2 separate regions of the Hordeum vulgare genome follow, and region 1 is linked to region 2. Evidence: chromatin contacts called from public Hi-C data. All regions are on one chromosome and are shown on one strand. The core of a region is the stretch at or near the end of the contact, and the rest is flanking DNA. Distances in the headings are between cores, read along the strand shown.

Region 1 (6,237 bases), core at 3,731-6,230, 340 kb after region 2:
AAAGAGCTGATGCAGCACTGCAGTAAGACAACAAATTTTACCAGTAACAAGACAATATGATCAATTGTGTAAGCATAAACTGCAGAGATGAAAAATGTCACCACTTGAAAACTGAAATGAAGAACTCAGATAACAGACCAGACCCTGAGAGTCCACATGAAAAAGAGCATTTCATTTAAGGATGCTGGTCAATGCACTGATAGCGTCGTGTAAGCTGCCAACGAAATGTTGAGCAAGCTTAACTGGTTAATTACACTGCAAACACGGCAGAAATTCTACAAAGGCAGGCAGACCTGCGATTACATTTGTATGGAACCTTTCATGTTTGGCCACCTCAACTTATAACAATGGGTACATGTGTGCATTTTTCCAGCAAGTTTCTGAGAAGTAACTTCAGGAAAACTGCCAACACCTTCCTATGTTGATCATATCAGTGTTCATGATATCAGTAACTGGTACCATATCGGTCTGGTGCTGAGTAGGGATAAATAGGCGAATTTTCCAGTTAATCAGCTGACAAATCAGTTATTCGGACGATAAATCAGTTAATCAGCTATTCGGTGACCCACTGAGTAGCGATTAACTGGCCGATATTTGGAACAATGGATCATATGGTCATCGTCAGCATTATCGCTATTTTTACACCACAACTTCGAAAGTGCTGCATTCATCGCAACGTATGTAAAGTGCATTCAACCCAAACATGTCGTGCAAGCAGAACTTGGGTGATAATGTGCATCCTCTGTCTAAGTGCTCCATATGGACATTGGCCAACCGTTCCCGCAAGAAAGCTAGGTTTACCTGATTAAAGAGATTGAAGCTACCAAGTTCAATAAGATGGTTTCCTAAAAAAGAACTCAATATACCAGGAAAACCTGCAAAGTTGCAAATGGAAAGTACCTTATCTTCTTCAAGGTCAAGCCGCATCTTACACAAAGTACAGTGTATGAGATTATGAGTTTCTCGTAGCTCTCCTTGTTTGCATACTGGACACCAGAGCTTAGCATTTTCCACACCCTGACATAGTCATAGATGAAAACATGACTCAAGTCTTTGTTAAAAAGAGTAGGCGAAAAAAGACAGAAAGGAATAGTAGAAGGAAATTTCAATTGACATAGTAGATCGATCAGATCAGTTTAGATCTGAAAGAAAACGCCCCCACGTCGCCTCTCTGGCGGCTTGGGCGGACACCCACGAAGCCGCCGCCATGACTCCTCCTCGCTCCCCTCCTTCACCTCGCCGTCGCCGGAGGATGCCGCCGAGTTAAGCCCGCGCGGCGGACGGCGGCGGCAGGGCCTTCCTCTCAGCTCGGTGGGAGGGGCACGCACGGGGGCTCGGCCCCGTCTGCTGCGCGACCTGGCGGCTGCTGCGCCGTCGCATGCTCCAGTGCTCCGGCCATGGGCTCCTCTCCAGCATCGACGGCGGGGTGGCAGCCCCCCCCCCCCCCCCCTATGCCGGTTGTGGCTTCCCTGCGTCTGCATCGGCAAGCTGTTGGTGGCAGCTTCAGCGGCGGGTTACCAGATCCGGCCCTCCCGTGGCGGCTATGGCGGCCGAGGGATCCGGTGATGGATATGGTACTGTGGCAGCGGTGGACTTGGTTCGGCGGGTTGGGTTGGGGTGGCAGCCCTCCCTCCGGTGGTGCTTGGTTGGTGCAGCGTCAGGGTGCAGCGGTGGTGGGCGCCTGATGTTGGCCCGGCTTGGCAACCAACGAGGTTTGAGATGGCTCATGTGCGGCGACAGCGCGGTTGCTGCAAAAAAGGTGTTGACGTGCGGAGCTGGGTCGCGGCTTGTCCTTCTGATGTCAGCAGTCCACTTCAGCAATGGATGCGTTTATGTTGGTTTCTTACTGTGACGGAGAAGTCGGAGTTGCATGTGGCGAGACCCCTGCGGCAACGATGACTCCATGAGGGTGGTTTCCAGCGGACGGTGCTCTCCGGGGGCTGCGTTGCACTAGGTCGGTGCAAGGCTTCCAACTTTGTCCTGTGATGCGCATCCAGAAAATCGAAGCTGCCTGTCCTCGAAGTCTGGGGTTGATTGTTTGGCTATGGCCGACAAGGTCCTTAGACTTCGTTCGTTCGAAGGGGTCTTGACGGGTCGTGAGCGGCGAAGTTAGAGTTGCCTGCTCGGGGAAAGGTGATGACGATGACATTGTAGGCATCCTCGACAGTGTCCACTTCTCGACGATGTGTGTGGTCTTGTGGGTGTCAAATCGACCGTGGTGCCCTTTTATGTGGGCGTGCTGTAACGGTTTTCGCCCGGGTTTCCAGTAATTAACCGGGCAACTCTATTCTACCTTTTTTAATGAATCGGGCCCTAAGGGACCGTGTTTCAAAAAAAAATAGTAAGATCTGCTGCATCTGTAATCAACTCAACAAAATCGATCTAATAACCCACTATTACTTGAGGTTCACACCTTCATTGCAAGTTTATCATCAGTTTCGGTGAGATGTGAATTACGCTTGAATAGTAGCAATAATAATAGAAATACATTGATAAACTGCCCCAGTAGATAGCTTAGATAAGCTAGCTGCATTTACTCACTGCAACTACTACTTATCAAGCCACTAAAATGCTTAGGTATATTCAAAACTTTATACTGTATAAACTGCATTACAACCATCCATATTGATGCAGCTACAACGAATACATGCAACTGCAAGACTTTGGTTATGTCATTCTGACATACGAACGGCTCACCGCACAGTGCTATCAAATAGTAATGTTATTTCTGATTGCATGGTGTTCTGTGTGATGCAGGTATGAGCCTAAATTTTGGGTACCCAAAACTGAACAATTTACTTGGGACATATTTCCTACAAGTTCCACATGATAGTAATTGTGAAAATTTGGCAGTTTCGCACACTCAGATAAACAGAAGTAAAGGAACCATTCAAAGACAAATAATGAGATGAACAAAGAAAAATTATAGCATACAAATAAATCATGTAAGAATACAAAAAAAATGCGTAAGAGAACTTTAAAAAGAAAAGATAAACTAAATGTTGAATAAACCATACCTCTTCCTTCAATTGCATATGATCGTAAACAGCCTGAGCTAAGTATGCATCTTCCTCATCAAGGGCCTCTATTTCTAAATAAAAGACACTGTTAGCAAAGGATTTTCAAATAATATAAAGTAAATCCGGATTAGAAGATTCAAAAACGTTGGCCATGCCTATAAAATTGCATGCGTTGTCACTAAGGTTGTAGAGATATAGGCAGAAGGATGCGATAAAAAGTTGATTAGGTTTTTTAGCTATAAGTTCCAGAGAGAGATAGGACAGCAGATTGCTGGTGGGTACTTAAGCTGTTCGGCACATCAACGGGAAATAGCAAAAGATACACACAGAACTACCTTTTCGGATCATTTCTTCCCGCAGATCTTCATAAAGAAGTCTTTCCATTTCAAGCAATATATCTTCGCTTTCAAATTCAGCTGGCTTAGCTTCTTGTGGTCCTTCATATTCCCATATCATATCAACTTCTTGGTCCTTTTTTCCATCCACACATCTTTTGAGTTTCTTTACCTCATCCGAGATAATGTTCCTGACTGCAGATTCAGCCGTTTTCTGTCAGCCGACATATATGGATAAATCAGAGATCAGACATATGTATGAAAGAAGGAAAATCAAGAAATATTAATCAATTGGGGTAGTCATAGTGAATTCAGTTTTATTATCGTGACCAGCTTCAGTATGTATATACTTGAACAAAAAACGTTGAAGAAATAATGATACCGAATTGAACCGGAATAGGTTATCAATAATTAGAGATGTAGTGGACAATGAGGAAATTCTTAACAGCATAATCATGGAGTACTTATTAACATTTATTCTATGCCCTTGTAGTGGAGTTACTGCATCATATTTTAACTACAACAGTTCAGTATGGCAAAGAAAATTTCTAACAGACACCGCACAAAGTTTAATATTACTAATTATTCAAATCTATGGTTAGATTGCAGGTGCAGGGTGAAACACATTGCAAGTGTTTGGAAATGGTATCGTAATGGGCATTGATCAATCTTGAGTTCAGTTTTGCTTTTCAAAATAGTAACTTATACCAATGTCTTGAACGGGTAGCTAAATAACATATAAAGGAGCCTAGCCTGTAGCCTTTATTTTTAATAAGAACATAAGCTGCACAAGATATGATAAAGTAGAATGCACCATATTTAGATACCATGTCAGTAGCAGGTGGCTGCCCTTGGTTCCTCATCTTCCAGAGCAAGTGGACTCTCTCATTTTTAACTCTTGTCATGCAATTTGCCCTAAGCTGTGGGTAGAAGGCAACAGGGGATAAGGACAAAATTACGGGAAATACGAGATGAAGGCACATAACAGTTACTCCATCAGATTGCATGCAACACTGATAGGCAATGCGAGGGCAGTTGACTGAAACCTATGGTGCAGATGACACCCCAGGCAGCTCAATTCAAAGCCTACTCTATATCTATAGCAGAGGAAAAAGGTTAACTTCATGATTCCTAAGGAAATAGCAGAAAAATGCTTGACTTCATGACACGGGTGACGCCCTACTGATAGTTCTAGGGCAATTAACCGAACACCTCGTGCGCATGGCGGCAGCACCCGTTACCCAGCAATCCAACAGTAGCGTCACGCTTCAGGCTCCGGCCTGCCGCAGCGTGCGGCATGGCAGCATAGAACCAGCTGCGCCGCCGGCGAGATGGGCTGGAAATGGGACAAAGTCAACGAACCTCCTCTCTCCAGTCCGGGCGGCGGGATTTGTTGGGAACCCTCCTGGGCCGAGCCGAATCCATCGGTGGCGGCCGGGCGCGCCGATCGACGTGGGGCGAGGCGCCCTTCCCCTCTGCTCTCTCTTCGTCTCGCCGGCGTGGAGAACGAACGCCTGGGGACGCGCGCTTCTCGCCGCGGCGCCGGCTCCGGGAACGCCTGGGGGAGATTTGCCTCGCGCGACAGAGGAACAGAAAATCGCGAGAGGACGGGGACCGTTTCCGTAGAGTTTTGTTTTTTTTTTTTTTTTCTTGAGAATTCCGTAGAGTTACGACTCCTCGCGAGGAAATTTCTTTGGGCTCGAGCGGCGGTCGTGTTTCGCTCTGGGCCTGAGGAGAACCCGGCCTGGTTACGATTTATTTGTACAGTGCCAGCCTAATTGAGATGGTTTCCCTAAAAAAACAAGGAATCTCCTATTTGCAGCTGCGGCGAGTTATCGACTGGCTCATTAGCGACTTTCACTGATCCTGGTTTTTTGAAACTTCTGGAGGTTCCAGCTAAAAAAATTTCGGTTTTGAGAAACTTTTAGAAGGTTTATTACTGAACCGTTTTTTTATTTTCTTTTTCTTTTTTATCTTTTCTATTTCTGTTTCAAAAAATATTCTGAATTTTCAAAAAATGTTCTGAATTTTCAAATTTTCTTCTTCACATACAACAAATGATTTTGTTTTCTTTCTTAAAGTTCTAATTAGAAATATTCATAATTTCAAAAAATGTTGGACCTTCCAAATTTATTTGGTGTTTTCCAAAATTGTTCTCTGTTTCAAAAATTTATTCTCAAGATTCAAAAATGTTCGTGCAATAAAAATTGTTCGCGCTTCCAAATTTGTTTGGAGTTTTTCAAAATTGTTCTCTGTTTCAAAATTTTGTTCTCAAGATTTAAAAAGTGGTCGTGTTTTATTTTTTTCATGCTTCCAAATTTGTTTAGGATTTTTCAAATTTGTTTTCGGATTCAAACTTTGTTCTCAAGATTCAGAATATGTTCATGCTTTAAAAAATTGTTCGCGCTTCAAGACTTGTTCGGGGATTTTCCAAAATGTTCTTTGTTTCAAAATTTTGTTCTCAGGATTCAAAAAATGTTCGTGCTTTCAAAAATACTCCGCGCTTTCAAATTTGTTCAGGATTTTTCAAAATTGTTCTCGGTTTCAAAATTTGTTCTCAAGATTCAAAAAATGTTCGTGCATTCAAAGTTGTTTGGGGTTTTACAAAATTGTTCTCCGTTTCAAAATTTTATTTTTAAGATTCAAAAAATGGTCATGCTTTAAGAAATTGTTCGTGCTTCCAAATTTGTCCACAGTTTTTCAAAATTGTTCTCAGTTTAAAATTTTGTTCTCAAGATTCAAAAAATGTTCGTGCTTTAAATATTTGTTCGCGCTTCCAAATTTGTTCCCAGTTTTAAAACATGTTCAAAATTATTCACGCTTCCAAATTTGTTCTCCGTTTTAAAAATATTCAAAATTGTTCGTGCTTCCAAATTTGTTTG
Region 2 (6,063 bases), core at 740-3,239:
CGGATCAATGCATTCGCCACTTACAAAAGCTGGGTTCCCTAATAGGTGTATAATGTACATCTCCGATTCAGAGAAAAAAGATGAAGATGCAATATGCACACCAGATATTTAGGCAGAAAGGTCATACTAGAGAACATCCACATTAAAAGAAGGAGAAAACATGACACATGGGCCTGATCAGCCCATCCAGCACAGCGGCAACCCTTTAGTTAGGAGGGGAACCATAAAGTAGCGACGCAACCTTCTAAAGATACGTAGTGCCATAACCTATCTCCCAGCCTTCTGCTGCCTCAGAACCATATTAGTGGCAGATGGCAGCTGGAAGAAATCATAACCTCCCATCTTCCATTCTATCTTGATTTCATTGGTTTGGCACCCATCTATGAACCGGACACCAAATCCTCACCGATTGTCATCAATTTCAAACCTCAGCTGGGGCTTTCAAAGGCTGTTGCAGCAACCGTGGTAACCATGTTTGAAAGGCTATTTACTGGTCATACGCCAATGGTTTTCCTTATTGCTAAATCACTCGACTGAACAACAAATAAGTTTATAAATATTTTTGCAAGGAAAAGAGTTCATATATTGTATAGTCAGTTAATATGTGCGGCACACAAGGATGGATTTAATCAAAAGGGGCATGCCACACCTTTGGAACCATGTCTACATTGTAGTCTCTGCTGGCACCTAAATGCGCCGGTGGTTTATCTTCCCCCCTAAACTTCTTCCAGAGCTGTTGACAACACATGCAAACATTAAAGAGATATAACTAAAAAAACAACTACAAGAATAAATCAATCATATCAAATACCAAAACAGACTGAGTGGCTTTTGTTCATATATAAATGTTTTCAAAAAGTACCCATGATTCTAGGTGGTTGCAATCTTAGCTTAAACCACTCGATAGAGACATATAGTTGCTTGCCTGATTCAAGTTGAGGGAGGTGGAATCTCCTCCGTAGTAGTCATTTCTATCCATGTGCAAAACCTGCAAAAAGCAAAAGAAGACTTAGAACACATTTAGCAATATCAACATTTTTGCACCCCTTCAGACTACAACATGTTTCGAGCATCCCGTCACTTTTAGATCAGCAGTATCTCACCTAATTAATACAGCATAAAAGAGCATGCTTCCAAATGGGTAAGCATGTCACGCCACAACAAACTCAAAATACGCCCTCCCTTTTTCCTCACTAACTGATGTACCCCAGCTTTGCAAACTCATACCCGCGCCTTACAAGCATGGATCACATCTACTAGCATGAACTGGGAGACCACGGCTGGGGTCGCCGTCACTGCAGTTTACCTTCCGATTCAGCCATGGCCCTGCGTCCCTACCTCCACATCACTACAGGCTGCCTCCCCCAAGTCGAACGACCGACTAAGTTTCGCAACAGTTCCTACCACCAACAAGAGAGGGACACGGTGTGGCAGCCGAAACAATCGCCCATCTGCCGGCATCGGGTCCGGATCAAGCCGGATGCCAGCACCATCGCCCGATCTACTACCTGGAAGCAGCAGCAACCACCCCACGCGGCCACCGAGCGCGCGGGCCCCGTCGGAAAGCACGCGAAACCCCAGCACGGGAGCTGAGCGAGCGACGGCACGGCAGGCGGCTGGAACGGGGAAAGGCACACAGATCGATCGGCAGGGGGAGGCGGGCTTCACCTTGAGGCCGTCGACGGAGAGGAGGCCGCTGAGGATGCACTCCTTGAGCCCCGTGCCCAGCACGATCACGTCGTACTCCTCGTCCATGGCGGGCCTGGCTGGCTGGTGGCCGCGGCGATCGCAGGTAGGGACGAGCAGAGCAGAGCAGAGCAGATGGGAGAGGGGAGGAGGCGGGGGAGTGGAGTTGAGTTGGACGCAAGCAACGGGGGGCAGGTGCTAAAAGAGCGGTGGGAGGGAATCCGGGCGAGGGAGGTGCCAGGTGCGTGCGTGCGATGCCGATCGCCAGAAACACGGCACGGCGTTTTGGCGCACAGGTCCCTGGGACAATGCGCTATTTGCGCGTCCGGGGGCCTTTATCTACTGATTTATTTATTTATTTTGCTTCTTTTTTTGCTTTCGGCCATGCGGGGCGGTATGGGTTGAGCACATGACGGCACGCCGCAGAGGTAACGCATGTGGGCCGGTTTCTGGGCTAGCTGTTCTGTGGTCTCTGGTCTGTCAACTCTTTCTGAGCTAGGCTGATTTGTGTTTTTTTGAGATGTGCGCTAGGCTGATTTACGTTTGACATTCACCGTGAAAAAAATAAATTAAGACACTATCCACAAAATCACTAGGTTTGCATTTTTTTTAAAGGCTACTAGGTTCGCATTTTTGGTAGGCGTGTTTCCTACACAGTGCACCACTCCCTCGCTTCGTTAGTCCGACATCGCATTCTTTTTTTTGAACAAAAAAGGTTAAAAATTCCAGCCAGCCGAGGACGCGAGAACTAGATCCTATTACACATAACCAAAACTGAAGCAAAGCCAACACCCTAGCAGCAAACAATGAAGAGTCTTTTTTCGTCCCGGGGTTGGGTGCAACAAGATCATCGAGTGTGCGCCCTTAGGAAACAGCCTTCGGATCCAGCATCATCTCCACCTCGGCCCCTCATCTCCAGGCGATGCGAAGTAGCTCTCCTCTTCGATGGTCCAGGAGGCGGAGACAGCGCCGCAGCATGACCGATTGGTCCCCTTTGCACATAATCTTCCATTGATGAATAGATGAACTAGTCGTCCCGAGGACAACCTGAGTACTTATCCATAGAACGCCCTGAAAACATATTCTGTTAATCATAGACCAAATGCTCCAAATAGTAGCAACACAAACAATATTTATCGCACTTTCCCTATTATTAGCATTCCACAAAGCAGAATATTCCTTCATATTGTTTGGTTGAATAAAATCAAAAGCATCAATAATATCATGCCAAACGACTCTAGCAACAACTCAACCAAAGAGAAGGTGATGCACAGTTTCCTTATCACTACACAACAAACATGTTTCATCTTTTATATGTTGTCTCTTTCCAAAATTATCCCTAGTTGGGATTTTATTGTAGTAAGCCAGCCAAATAAACACCAAATATCTATTAGGAACATTGATTTTCCAGAATTTTTTCCAAATAGGGGTATAACCCCCTCCCCAATTAATGATGTTATAGAAAGATTTTACAAAGTATATACCATTATGTTCTAGCTTCCAAAAAGTTTATCATCTCCACCATTTGGAATGTAATTGGCAATTACCACCAAAAGCTCTTGCCACATACCCATAAGTCTCTCATCCACACATCTGTTAAAAGTCAACCTCAACTCCAAACCATCCCAAACCTGAGCAACATTATTGTTTCTTTGTTGACATATATCAAAAATCTCCCATAATTGTGTTTTTAGAGTGGTCTCCTCGTTGGGGAACGCTGCATGGAAAAAAAATCTACGCTCACCAAGATCAATCTAGGAGATGCACATCTAAGAGGAGAGACTGTATCTACATACCATTGTAGATCACTAAGTGGAAGCATTAAAGAACGCGGTTGATGTAGTGGTACGTCTTTGAGATCCAATCACGATCCATCACACGAACTCCCGATCAAGTGCCGAACTGACGGCACCTCTGCGTTCAACAAACATACAGCTTGATGACGTCTCCACCTCATCGATCTAGCAAGCGAGGACGGAGTGGTACATGAGTTCTCCGGCAGCGCGACGGTGTAACGGTGGTGGTGGTGTAGCTGTCCCGGCAGGGCTTCGCCAAGCACTACCGAAATATCAAGAGAAGGAGATGATCTAGAGGGAGAGGGAGAGGTTGCGTCGTGGCGTGTGTGTTGCATCCCTCTCTCCCCTCTCATATATATATATATATATATATATATATATATATATATATATATATATATATATATATATGAGGAGAGGAGGGGTGGCCAGTTCGGCCTAGGGCTCCCCCCTTGGGGGCGGCGACCAAGGGGTGGGGCGCGACGGCCCTAGGGTGCCTTTCCACCCAAGGCAAGGGTGGTCGGGCCCTTTGTGGGCTTATCCCCCACCTCCTGCCGCATGGGCCTTGGTGGGAGGGGCTGGCAGCCCACCAGGGGCTGGCACGCCCCCTCTCACAGCCCATGGGGCCCTCCGGGGTAGGTGGACCCCCTGGAACACTTCTGGTACTCCCGTCACAAAACCGACATATTCCGAAACCTTTTCGGAGCATGAATACCAGCTTCCTATATATCAATCTTTACCTCCAAACCATTATGAAGCTCCTCTTGACGTACTGGATCTCATCCAGGACTCCGAACAACTTTCGGTTACCATCACACATAACTCATTAATACTAAATCGTCACCAAACCTTAAGTGTGCAAACCCTACTGGTTCGAGAACTATGCAGACATGACCGAGACATTCTCCGACCAATAACTAATAGTGGGACCTGTATGTCCATATTGGCTCCTACATATTCTATGAAAATCTTTATCGGTCGAACCACGATGTCACGGATTCATTCAATCTCGTATACAGTTCCCTTTGTCCATCGGTATGTTACTTGCCCGAGATTTGATCGTCGGTATCTCTATACCTAGTTCAATCTCGTTACCGACAAGTCTCTTTACTCGTTTCGTAATACAAGATCCCGTGACTAACTCTTTGGTCACATTGTTTGCAAGCTTGCTGTGATATTGTATTACCGAGTGGGCCCTTAGATACCTCTCCATCACACGGAGTAACAAATCCGAGTCTTGATCCATGCCAACTCAACAAATGCCCTCGAAGATACCTGTAGAGTACCTTTATAGTCACCCAGTTACATTGCGACGTTTGATACACACAAGGTACTCCTCCGGTGTTAGTGAGTTGCGTGATCTCATGGTCATAGGAACAAATACTTGACATGCAAAAAAACAATAGCAATAAACTCACACTTTCATATGCTATATTCATAGTTTGGGTCTTGTCCATCACATCATTCTCCTAATGATGTGACCCCGTTATCAAATGACAACTCATGTCTATGGCCAGGAAACCTTGACCATCTTTGATCAACGAGATAGTCCGTTAGAGGCTCACTACGGATATAGTGTTGTGTATGTACCCACACATGTATTTGTTGGAATTATGCCCTAGAGGCAATAATAAATATAGTTATTATTATAATTCCTGTATCAAGATAATCGTTTATTATCCATGCTATAATTGTATTGAATGAAGACTTATATACATGTGTGGATACATAGACAAAACACTGTCCCTAGCAAGCCTCTAGTTGGCTAGCCAGTTGATCAAAGATAGTCAGGGTCTTCTGATTATGAACAAGGTGTTGTTGCTTGATAACTGGATCACGTCATTAGAAGAATCACGTGATGGACTAGACCCAAACTAATAGACGTAGCATATTGATCGTGTCATTTTGTTGCTATTGTTTTCTGCGTGTCAAGTATTTGTTCCTATGACCATGAGATCATATAACTCACTGACACCGGAGGAATGCTTTTTGTGTATCAAACGTCGCAACGTAACTGGGTGACTATAAAGATGCTCTACACGTATCTCCGAAGGTGTTCGTTGAGTTAGTATGGATCGAGACTGGGATTTGTAACTCCGTGTGACGGAGAGGTATCTCGGGGCCCACTCGGTAATACAACATCACACACAAGCCCTGCAAGCAATGTGACTTAGTGTAAGTTGCGGGATCTTCTATTACGGAACGAGTAAAGAGACTTGCCAGTAAACGAGATTGAAATAGGTATGCGGATACTGACGATCGAATCTCAGGCAAGTAACATACCGAAGGACAAAGGGAATGACATACGGGATTATATGAATCCTTGGCACTGAGGTTCAAACGATAAGATCTTCGTAGAATATGTAGGATCCAATATGGGCATCCAGGTCCCGCTATTGGATATTGACCGAGGAGTCACTCAGGTCATGTCTACATAGTTCTCGAACCCTCAGGGTCTGACACTTAAGGTTCGACGTTGTTTTATGCGTATTTGAGTTATATGGTTGGTTACCGAATGTTGTTCGGAGTCCCGGATGAGACCACGGACGTCACGAGGGTTTCCAGAATGGTCCGGAAACGA

What was found. Hi-C and Micro-C count contacts between places; a contact is called where the count stands out from the background.
Region 1: a contact with region 2 is called in a Hi-C map of leaf, with 2.4 times the contacts expected there. The contact joins the promoter of LOC123442880 here to the promoter of LOC123442870 in region 2. A contact is called at or near these places in 3 of 6 Hi-C or Micro-C datasets (leaf and seedling) and 1 of 1 datasets of contacts at active chromatin or transcription factors (embryo).

The regions. Positions count from the first base shown.
Region 1 is chr1H:431,823,358-431,829,594 of MorexV3_pseudomolecules_assembly, forward strand. LOC123442880 reads right to left here and starts at 4,981. Exons shown (of 7, transcript XR_006630538.1): 1 at 4,718-4,981; 2 at 4,183-4,275; 3 at 3,356-3,569; 4 at 3,018-3,091; 5 at 901-1,017.
Region 2 is chr1H:431,491,185-431,497,247 of MorexV3_pseudomolecules_assembly, forward strand. LOC123442870 (guanosine nucleotide diphosphate dissociation inhibitor 1) reads right to left here and starts at 1,990. Exons shown (of 13, transcript XM_045119043.1): 1 at 1,669-1,990; 2 at 926-988; 3 at 650-733. The coding sequence starts at 1,755.